Linked DNA regions of Mus musculus: region 2 is linked to region 1. Evidence: chromatin contacts called from public promoter capture Hi-C data. All regions are on one chromosome and are shown on one strand. Each heading gives the region's core, a stretch centred on a gene start, on an enhancer-like site or on the middle of the called end of the contact. The rest is flanking DNA. Distances are from core to core; before and after follow the strand shown. Region 1 holds the start of Hsd17b10 (hydroxysteroid (17-beta) dehydrogenase 10). Region 2 overlaps Iqsec2 (IQ motif and Sec7 domain 2).

Evidence for each region. Promoter capture Hi-C pulls out the DNA fragments that hold promoters and counts their contacts.
Region 2: a promoter capture Hi-C map of neural stem cells shows a contact between it and region 1. The contact joins the enhancer-like site here to the promoter of Hsd17b10 in region 1. A contact is called at or near these places in 10 of 39 promoter capture datasets (the 3T3-L1 cell line, the C10 cell line, the HPC-7 cell line and 6 more), 2 of 115 datasets of contacts at active chromatin or transcription factors (bone marrow-derived macrophages and forebrain) and 2 of 9 other capture datasets (adipose tissue and pancreatic islet).

Annotation. Positions count from the first base shown.
Region 1 is chrX:151,999,534-152,004,494 of GRCm38.p6, reverse strand. Hsd17b10 (hydroxysteroid (17-beta) dehydrogenase 10) reads right to left here and starts at 2,599. Exons shown (of 6, transcript NM_016763.2): 1 at 2,561-2,599; 2 at 2,053-2,217; 3 at 970-1,134; 4 at 714-842; 5 at 525-633; 6 at 53-356. The coding sequence starts at 2,587. The coding sequence ends at 166.
Region 2 is chrX:152,195,569-152,200,529 of GRCm38.p6, reverse strand. The region is part of intron 2 of Iqsec2 (IQ motif and Sec7 domain 2); the gene reads right to left. Among named protein-coding and RNA genes, the nearest start is that of Gm52430, 5.0 kb to the left of the region's middle. Within about 2 kb of position 2,544, at least 36 of the 459 cell types and tissues checked have an H3K27ac peak or open chromatin away from gene starts, as enhancers often do. A contact at or near this core is called in forebrain and neural stem cells, where this site is marked.

The DNA of each region.
Region 1 (4,961 bases), core at 1,350-3,849:
CTTTACTCTCTTCCCCATCTCAGTTCCCCTAGCACACAAGACTGCACACACCTTGGAAGTTTGAGAATTTATTAGGCACCGAGGGTGAGTGGAGCAGAGTTACAAAGTGGCTGTTAGCTTTCCTTCAAATTGAAAAGGAGCTGGTGTTTCTCCTGCCTTGGCCCTTTAAGGCTGCATTCGAATGGCCCCATCCAGCCGGATGACCTCTCCATTCAAGAATGGGTTCTCGATTATGGTCTGTACCAGATGAGCATATTCAGCGGGGTCACCTAGTCGGCTGGGGAAGGGTACCTGGCTGGCCAAGAAGTTTCGCACTTTCTCTGGAAGGGTGGTAAGCAGTGGGGTGGCAAACAAACCTGGACAAGAGTACCAGAATCAGAGGTTCAGTCTTCTTTTCAGTTACTTGGTTCTTCCTCACTTTAGTGCTAAGCTGCTACATTTAGGGAGTGGACACCTTCTCTCATCTGCCTACAGGTCCCACCCAGTCCTAGTATAGCAAAAAGGTAAGAAAGAGAAATGTCTACCTGGAGCAATTGTTACCACACGGATGCCTGTAGGAGCCAGATCTCGAGCAATGGGCAGTGTCATGCCCACTATGCCCCCTTTGGATGCAGAGTATGCAGCTTGTCCAACCTGGAAAAAGAGTGGAGAACATATGTGGGAGATCCCCCAAAAGTCATTCAGCTAAGAGCTTCCCTCCTCCGTTCACATACCTGGCCCTCAAAGGCAGCCACACTGGCAGTGTTAATGATAACTCCACGTTGGCCTCCCTGGTCTGGTTCATTCTGGCCCATCTCCCCAGCAACCAGGCGGATCACATTGAAAGTGCCTATAAGATTCACCTGGAGGATGGTAGAACCATGATGTAGGATCTAGGACAGAGGCTGCCTTTTGTTTCCTTACACGCTTTGGGAATATTCACTGCCACACCCCCTTTATCCTCCCCGTGGAGATCTGCCAAGGCCTTACATTGATAACCCGCTGGAAGTCCTCCAAAGTATGGATCTTGTTCTTCTTTTGGTGGTATGTCTTAATGGCCACTGCAATACCTGCACAGTTGACAGCCACATCTATACGGCCAAACTTTTCTTTTGCTAGAGTCAAAGCTGCTTGTATCTCCTTCTCAGAGGTCACCTAGACAGGAAGAGATGAAGGAGAGGTATTTCTTTCCTACCATACACACACCACTAAACCTGGAGAGGAAGACAGACCCAGATCTTGGGTGGGAACAGAACTGTGTGAGCAAAGGGGGGTGGGCAAGAAAGAGTTGTAATAAAACAAATGAAGATGAAAGGGGAAATGGTAGATACTATAGAAGAGTGTTGCAAAACATTTCCCAATCTGTATTCTCTTGATTCATATGCCTCGGGTTATTCTCAGTTAATACAGATCAGGGCACTATAAACACTTCTGGTTTTTTTCTCTTGCAAGTACTGATGACTAAACCCAGGTGCCTCCCACATGCTAGGCAAGAACTCTGCCACCAAGCTGTACTCCAATACGATCAGTTCTGAAAATAACAGGAACATGACCTAGCATTAAAAGAAAAAAAAAATCCCTACCTGCTGAGTTGAAGTTTTTTAACTCTGTAAATGTAAAATGTCTGGGCAAGATATGCATTCCAACTGAACATATCTTCTCCAGGAAATCCTGGTGTGTCCAATCCTCTCATCCCCATAGTGCTGAGCCCGGCTTTAGCTTTCTTACTGCAGGGCTCTCACAGTATCCAAGACTCCAGTCCAAAGCTAAAAGGAAATGAGTCCCGCCCCGCCCCGCTCCCCCCCACCCCACCCCCCACCCCCCACCCCCCCCCCCCCGCCTTCCGTTTATGTGTGTGTGTGTGTGTGTGTGCAGGAATGTTCCTGCCAGGGCACACGTGTGGAGGTCAGAGTTGGATCTTTCCTTATACCATGTGGTTCCCAGGGATCAAACGGGGGTGTCATGGATGGCATCCTGTGCCTTTAACCACTAAGCCATCTGACCGACCCCAGATACCACTCTTACGGAAGGAATCCCCAAGTTTCCTCGTGCACGAGGAGAGTCACGACTCACATTTGCTGGGGCAAATATGCAGCTTTCTCCTAACTTCTTGGCTTGGGCTTCACCCTCTGAGTCAGGTACATCCAGAAGTACAGCTGTGGCCCCTTGTCCCACCAGTCTTTTGGCCGTAGCTAGGCCAAGGCCCGAGGCTCCTCCAGTTACTACCGCGACCAAGCCCTGTGAAAAGGTACTAGGTAAACTGCTATTATCCAGACCACTCCCCACCTTTTCATTTGCCAATTCTAGAGTTCTGCGAAGAAGAAGCGGGGACGGTCAGTGACCTAAATGTGCTTCCTCTCCCCCAGCGACGAAACTTGGGGGGCGGGGGCGTGTCTCATCCCAGGAATGTTTTTTCTGTGACCCCTCACACACAGATGTAGTTGAACATTGCTTGTTCACCGATTGAGCCCAACCACCGCAAAACCACGCGTTCTCCATGCACCGATATCTCCTCTCTTGTTCCTGCCCGCGCAGTCCTAGCCTGCATAAAAACAAAGGTTAGAGGCACAGAGCAGTCTACCTTCACGCTCCGAACTGCCGCAGCCATCTTGCACAAGCCTCGCCACCAGAGGAGGGCTTTTAGTGCCTTTTGCACATGCTCTCGCTGATTGGCCGACGCAGAGCCGCCTACTAGGTGGAGCGGCTGTCGCGGGGGCGGGGAGCAGTTGCGGCAGAGGAGGGTGGGGAAGATAGGGGTGTGGCCTGCTGTCCCGGACCTTGGAAAGGGAAAAGTTTAGATCCCAGGGTTAGGAACCTATCCTTTGTAGAAAAACCTAGCGGCTCCAGCTTGAAATCATTACTCCTTCATCCTGCTCTCTAGCAGATCTTTTGGTAGACAGACAGCTCCACCGGAGAAAGACAGGGCGAAGAAACTGAGTCCCTTCAGAAACTGAATCCCTTTCTCAGGAAAGCTTTCAAGTGTAAATGAAATCGATTCCTATGTGGTACCAGGTCCTGGGCATACACAGGGTGTAATACAAGGTCCATATTTCCAAAGAGGACACGGTTCATTTAGGAAAAGATAAAATTACAGTATAGACAACTAAAGGGACGTAGAGGCTGTTTTTTTTTTTTTTCAGTGATGAAATCAAACCCCGAGGTTAAGCAAGTACTCTACTATAGAGCTACAAACAGCCCAAGTACAGATTCCAGAATGTATAGCTGAGAAGACTAGAAGATTCTGAAATACAGACAGGCAACAGAGAGATAAATAAGTCGAAGCAAGGATAGAGAGCGGCCAGGCAGGATTAGACTTTTATGCAGGGGCAGGGCATGTCACTAGGAACTAGAGATAGGAAGTGGGCCTTATGAAACATGTACTTCTGGAAAGCAAACTCAGAGTCAAGGACATCTCTAATCAGCTCATCCTTTGCTCCGTTTCTATGTTCAATGCCCAGATCACACATTGTAGATTGGACCTCATCTAGAAAATGTTGTTAAAAACTCAGGTCTCTGGTTATCCTAGACTACCTTTCAGTCAATTAGGAACTTGAGGGTGGACATCTAAACTGTCTTCCATCCATATTTTGTCTCAAAGTCTTCAGGTCCACAAATCTGAGCCTACACTTTCTGCCTATAAAACTGCATTATGTCCTTTCTATGTTAAGTATTTTCCCATCTACTTCCCTGTCAAGGAAAACACCCCTCAAGTACTCTTGGTTGCTGATAGCAGTATAAGTATACTGATTGTCACTACTTTATCAAAGGATTTAGCACCAGATTAGAAGTCTTTATTTTTTAACCACCTCCTTCGTGTGTGTGTGTGTGTGTGTGTGTGTGTGTGTGTGTGTGTTTGTATACTGTGTAGGGTCAAAAGGGCAACTATGGGATTTGATTCTCTCCTTCCATCGTGTGGGTTTTGGTAATCAAACAGATCATTAGGCTTGGTGATGACACCTTTACCTACTGAGACATCCTACCAGTCCCAGACCACAATCCAAGTGTCATGTGAAGTGTTCCCAGCAACTTTGACCCTTGTGTTCTGGAGGCAGAAGCAGGATAACTATAGCAAATGTTGAAGCCATGCTGGTTTACATAGCCAATCTTAGGCTAGTCAGAAGTAGACTACATGACAAGACCCTGTCTCAAAGAGGGGGGGGGGGAGGCAGTTCTTCCACTGGGACTGCATTGAAAAAGAAAAAAAAAAGCATTCTTCTCTGGCCTAATACACTTACTACAGACATAGTGAACTCTTTTGTGTTCATTTTTACATTTTAAAAATTACTTTATTTTCTCATATATTACATCCTGACCACAGTTTCCCCTTCTTCCTTCTGCCCCCACCTTTTCCATCTCCCCCACCTCCTCCCTCCCCATCCACTCCTCCTCCATTTCCCTTCAGAAAAGGGCAAGCCTCTCAGGGACAGCAACCAAGCATGGACTGTCAAGTTGCAATAAGGCTAGGCACCTCCCCGCATATTAAGGCTGGACAAGGCAACCCAGTAGGAGGACAGAGATCTCAAACGCAGGCAAAAGTATCAGAAAAAGCCCCCACTCCCACTATTAGGAGTCCCACAAAACCACCAATGAAGTGGAAATTTCTGGTTCCTTTGGAGACTCAGTTATGTAATATGATGTTTTGTTAGGGCACACAGGTGAAAGGATGTTTTGCTGAAGCAGACACGTGAAAGGATGCATGATGCTTAGAAAGTATAGAAATATGACCCTACAGACAGTGGGAGGCAGCTCTGGCTTTGGTTTGCCTTGCTCTGCCTTATAGTCTTTGCTGACCTTTGCTTGCTGTGACTTCATAGAGAGTAAATCGCCAAAGAATTCATGGTATACAAGTGGCTTCTTGCTGCTTCTGCAGAATCAGGCTAATTGGCATAGCCTTGCCATTTCTTTTGGATCCAGCTGCCTTTGCTAATTCATGAGCCGAGAAGACTGGACTGCCAGTGCTGATTTGTGTTGGTGTTTTGTTA
Region 2 (4,961 bases), core at 1,295-3,794, 200 kb before region 1:
TATTTGCAAATCTCTTCTCTATCCTGTGGCTAGAGAGCTTGTTGGAACATACAAATCAGCCCATCTTTCTCATCTAACCCTGCCACAGTTTCCCATAACTCACTCAATAAACAACAACCAAGTCCTTTCCATGTATCAGCACTAAGCACCAAAAATACAGTAAAAATCAAAGCCACCAAATTATTTCTTCAGGAAGGTGATGCTATAGTAAAGGAAACAGGAGAGAGAGAGAGAGAGAGAGAGAGAGAGAGAGAGAGAGAATGAATTTCAAATAAATGTTAAGATAGAAAAAAGCAGTGTTAAAAGGTACCATTTAAATTGTGTGTGTGCACATTTGTGTGTGTGTGTGTGAGAGAGAGAGAAAGAGAGAAAGAGAGAGAGAAACAGAGGACAGAGAGAGACAGAGACAGACTAGGGATAGTACTCAGAAAATTATGCAGGCTAAGGAAGCTCTTGACCACTGAGCTACAAATCCAGCCAAATTTGCTATTTTAGATGTGATGTCCAGGAAAACTGTGGTTGAGGGGAATGACACAGAAGCAGAATCCTGGTGGAAATGAGGGAGTGAGCTGTGTAGCTGTCTGAGGCTAGAGAGTAGAGTCAGTACATGTCTACGTGTTTAAGAATCCATAAAAAAACCCAATATAGACAGAACACAGTGAACAAGAGAGGGTAATGAGAAATAAGATTAGACATGAAATGAGAGTCGTACTAGTTAATTTTTGTCAACTTGACACAAGATACTGTCACCTAGAAACGGGGAGCGTCGACTGAGGATTTGTCTCCATCAGATTGGCTTGTGGGCATGTATGTGAGCATTTTCTTGATTGTCAACTGATGTGGGAGGGCCTAGCCCACTGTGGATGGTGCCATCCTGGGCAAGTGGTCCTGGGGTGTACAGGAAAGCGGGTAGAGCAAAGCATGGAAAGACAGCAGTAAGCAGCATGGTCTTGGCTTCTGTTTCTGCCTCCAGGTTTCTGTCCTGAGTTCCTGCTTGACATTCCTGATGACGAAATAAACCTTTTCCTCCCCAAATTGCTTGTGATCCATGTTTTATCATAGCAACAAAAGCAGACTAATACAAGGGACGCTGAGCCTATCATAAAGACTTTGGCTTTTGCTCTGATTGAGACGAACATAAGAAGGATGTAGCCTAACTTATCAATAGCTTCCTTACCTGGCCTGAACCCTATATCACACCTAAACTTAACTACCTTCTGCTCACACTTCAACATTTAGCTCAGGTGTGCCTTTCCACATCTGCTTGCCTCCTTCGCACATGTTGCCTTACATACATGCCCCTCCTTCATGTTACTGTAGGGCTCTGCAGTCATCTCTGCCCCTTGCAATTCCTTGTAACAGGCACTGTTAGCCCCCTTTATAGTGAAGTGAAGTAGAGTTGATGTAAATGTAACTCAAGGTCATACATAGCTATTAAGTAAGAAAGCCAAATTATAAACTCAAAGCTCAGACTACCCACTAATGATATCTCAGCATCTCTCCCAACCCTGTGCTGCTCTAGGCTTTCTACTTCTTGGTAATTCCTCTCTTGAGAACTTGCCCCATTTTGATTGCAAAGAGAAAAGTCACAGGAATTGTAGGGTGACAGCACAGCCTCCCATGGGAGAGACTGGCCAAAAACAAGGAGATTGCTTGAGGGGATGGTTTTGCTATCATACATACCACTGAAGAATCTGTGACTTCAGGAACCCCTCATGTCAGAGCCCGTAAAACACTTAGTAACAGGCCAATCACCTGGAACCCTCCCCCACATATGGACAAGTATAATATCACAGACACATTCAAAGGCCAACAAATCTAGAAACAAATATACACATCCATAGTCACATGGAAGTAGACATGAATGCATGTAGATACAAACACACATTGCCTGCAGGACTATTCTTTAGGGGGAAATGAGAGCATCCTTTGCAGAGGGGGAAAATAAGCCATGCTACACAAATAACCACAGAACAAAGTGGAAAGTTATCAGGGTGGGGAATACAGGAAGTGATGGGGGAGTAAAGGAGAGAGATTCCTTCTGCTTGGGGGTGGCTGAGCAGAATAAAAATAAACTGGCACTTCACTATGCACCTACCCTGTGTCAGGCATTTTCCACACATTATTTAATCTGCATGGCAAACACAAGGAAAAAATTAGGATTCCTGTTTTACAGAGGAAGAAAAGAGCTCTAAGGGGGAAACTGACTGACAAAGGTCACAGAGCTAGCAACTGGCAGGGTAGGGATTCAGACCCAAAGCCTGTGCTGGCCCTCCTGCTGTCTTGAAGTCTTCCTGGGAGAGGAAGCTCATGGACTGTACTTTGCCTAGGAGGAGCTAGGTGAGATGAGAGTAGAGCAACCTTGTAAGCCAAGGCTCTAAGATGGGGGAAGCAGGTTAGGCTGCCTTCTAGACACTTGAGGTTAGTCTGCCCATGACAGAGGGTGGGGCATAGACCCTTCCCAGATGCTACTCCTGTTTAGTGTGTGTGTGTAGGTCTTTTCTCCCTCCTTCTTTTTATTGGTACTGCCCAGAGCCAAGAATTCAGCCTGGGAATGGGAATCAGAATGCAGTTGCCATGGAAATGAATGGAGACTGTTGCTATGGATACCATAAGATGAGGGCAAGAGGAAAGCAAGGTTGCTGAAAACTATCCCCATGACAACTTAGGTTGGAAAGGGAAGGGACTAGAAGTGCGATACAAGAAAACAAGGGGGTCAGGGTGTGTAGATGGGAACCAAGGGTTTTAAGTTCTAGAAGTAAAAGGCTAGGCAAGAAAACTGGAGCTGACAGAGAGAGTGACGACAGGAGCAGGGCCTTTTGCTATCCAATCCAGTGTCACATAAAGTCCAATCCCAAATCCAGCCTGGATTAGCTAACAACTGAGGGCTAACCAGGTAAACAGTGGGAAAGCAGATTCTGGGAGCCCAAAGCCTGGGTTGGAATCCTGGATCTGCTCATTTGCAACCCTAGAAAAAAATACTAGTTTTAATTTACTCTTTTCACCAGGCCTAGCAACTGGGCAAAGTCCCGCTTTTCTCACTGAAAGAGATACAACGTAGGTGGGGAGATGAACTCAGTTGCAAAAGGTCTCAAAACTAAGTAGTAGGGGAGCCAAGACTGAAAAGAAAACATATCTGAGCATACAAGGCTGGTAGTATGGCAGAGCATTTGCCTAGCATCTCCAGTTTGGGGTTTGATCCCCATTTCCACACACATGAAACAATGAGTCTGCATAGAAAAGTTCCTGCTCTTCCTGTCCCCTCCCGAGGTGGAGTCCTTGACTAACCATCTCTCCATTTCTTCCCACAGTGGCACACAACGGACTAACAGCGGACTAGACCCTGAGGTAAATATTCGTGGAGCAGTAAGTGAGGAATCAGGAAAGCTGAAGTTAGATGGAAAAAGCTCCTGCATTTAAGAACAATGATTCATGGATTTGTTCAGTCCACAGAGTTGGAGTGAACTTTGCAAACAAGTATTAAGAACCATCCAATCCCATAGACGCAAGTGGAGCTCAGGCATCAAAAGGATCTTTCTCTCAAAAACTTCCCTATCTCCTAGACAAAAGTTGCACTTTGAGCTACAAATACCCATGCCACGCCCACCACTTCCTATTGTCTCTCGCTCTGCTCAATATGTTCCAAACAGGGAACAACAATAGGCTACTTGCAATTCCCATATAGCAAACGTATCCATCACCTTTTTGCATTCAAAGACTTGCTTTAATTTTCTTGTCCAAAATGTCTTTTCTCCTTTTTACCCTTGGACTTAACTGGCCCAGATGAGCTCATCTTCATTTTGTATACCCTGAACAGGCAGAACCTCCAGCCAAGAGAATTCTGACTCACTCTCAGCCCACCAGCACCCAACAGGATCAGGTACTGTCTCCTCTGTGTCTCATGCTCACCCGTCTCATGGTGGCCCTTATCACCAGTCTTTCTTGAAATATGCATTGCCCACTCTTGATCCCCATATCTGTTTTCCTTTTATACAAAAAAAAAAAAAAAAGATTTATTTTATTTGTATGAGTACACTGTAACTCTCTTCAGACATACCAGAAGAGGGCATCAGATCCCATTACAGATGATTGTAAGCCACCATGTGGTTGCTGAGAATTGAACTCAGGACCTCTGGAAGAGCAGTCAGTGCTCTTAACCGCTGCCATCTCTCCAGCACCCCACCCCCACCCCATCGGTTTTCCAAGAGTAGTGGCTTGCTGTGATTCACTTTTATGGAGCTACCATGCACAGGTCAGGGCCTAGCATACCTTGCTCAGCTAACCTGTCCCCTAAATCTACAGGTAACATGTCTGTATGTGTGTCACCATCTGTCTGATAACTGCTACCCTAAGAGCCCCATGTTTAAAAGCCAACCATCTCCTATCCTTGTGATTAAATTCACTGGGCACACACATAGAAGCTTTCAGGTGCAGAAAGCCAGACTTCACACAGAAATCTCATATTCTCAGGATTCCTCAAGCCTTGGCTCACATAGTCACACTTCCTTAGATATACAGCAACAACTCATGCAGTCTTTCACTACTGTGAGACCCGTCTAGCCTCACATGCATGTGCCCATAGACGCACAGACACATGGAGGCATATTTTTCTCACCACAGATATAGGTCTGCTCCCTTCCCACAGCATAACCCACTCTGATCCAGCCAATTCAGTTGCCTGCACAGGTGTCAAGCACTCTTACAGTGTGTTCTTGACTTGCCTTCTTCCTTTATTCAGTTAACCCCTGCCCACTTCCTTCTATCTCCACTCAAATAAAGTATAGAGGATGTTCTCCTGGTCGCAGGTCACCTAGACTCACATATCCTGGAGAGACATTTGAGCACAGTAATTACTCGCCATTCCCCAACTTGACCCTGGTGCACACCAGTGGGGTTTTCCCTCTACGGACCCTATCCCTTGAAATGTCTTCTTGCCTCTTGCCACCTAATCAAATCTTTCC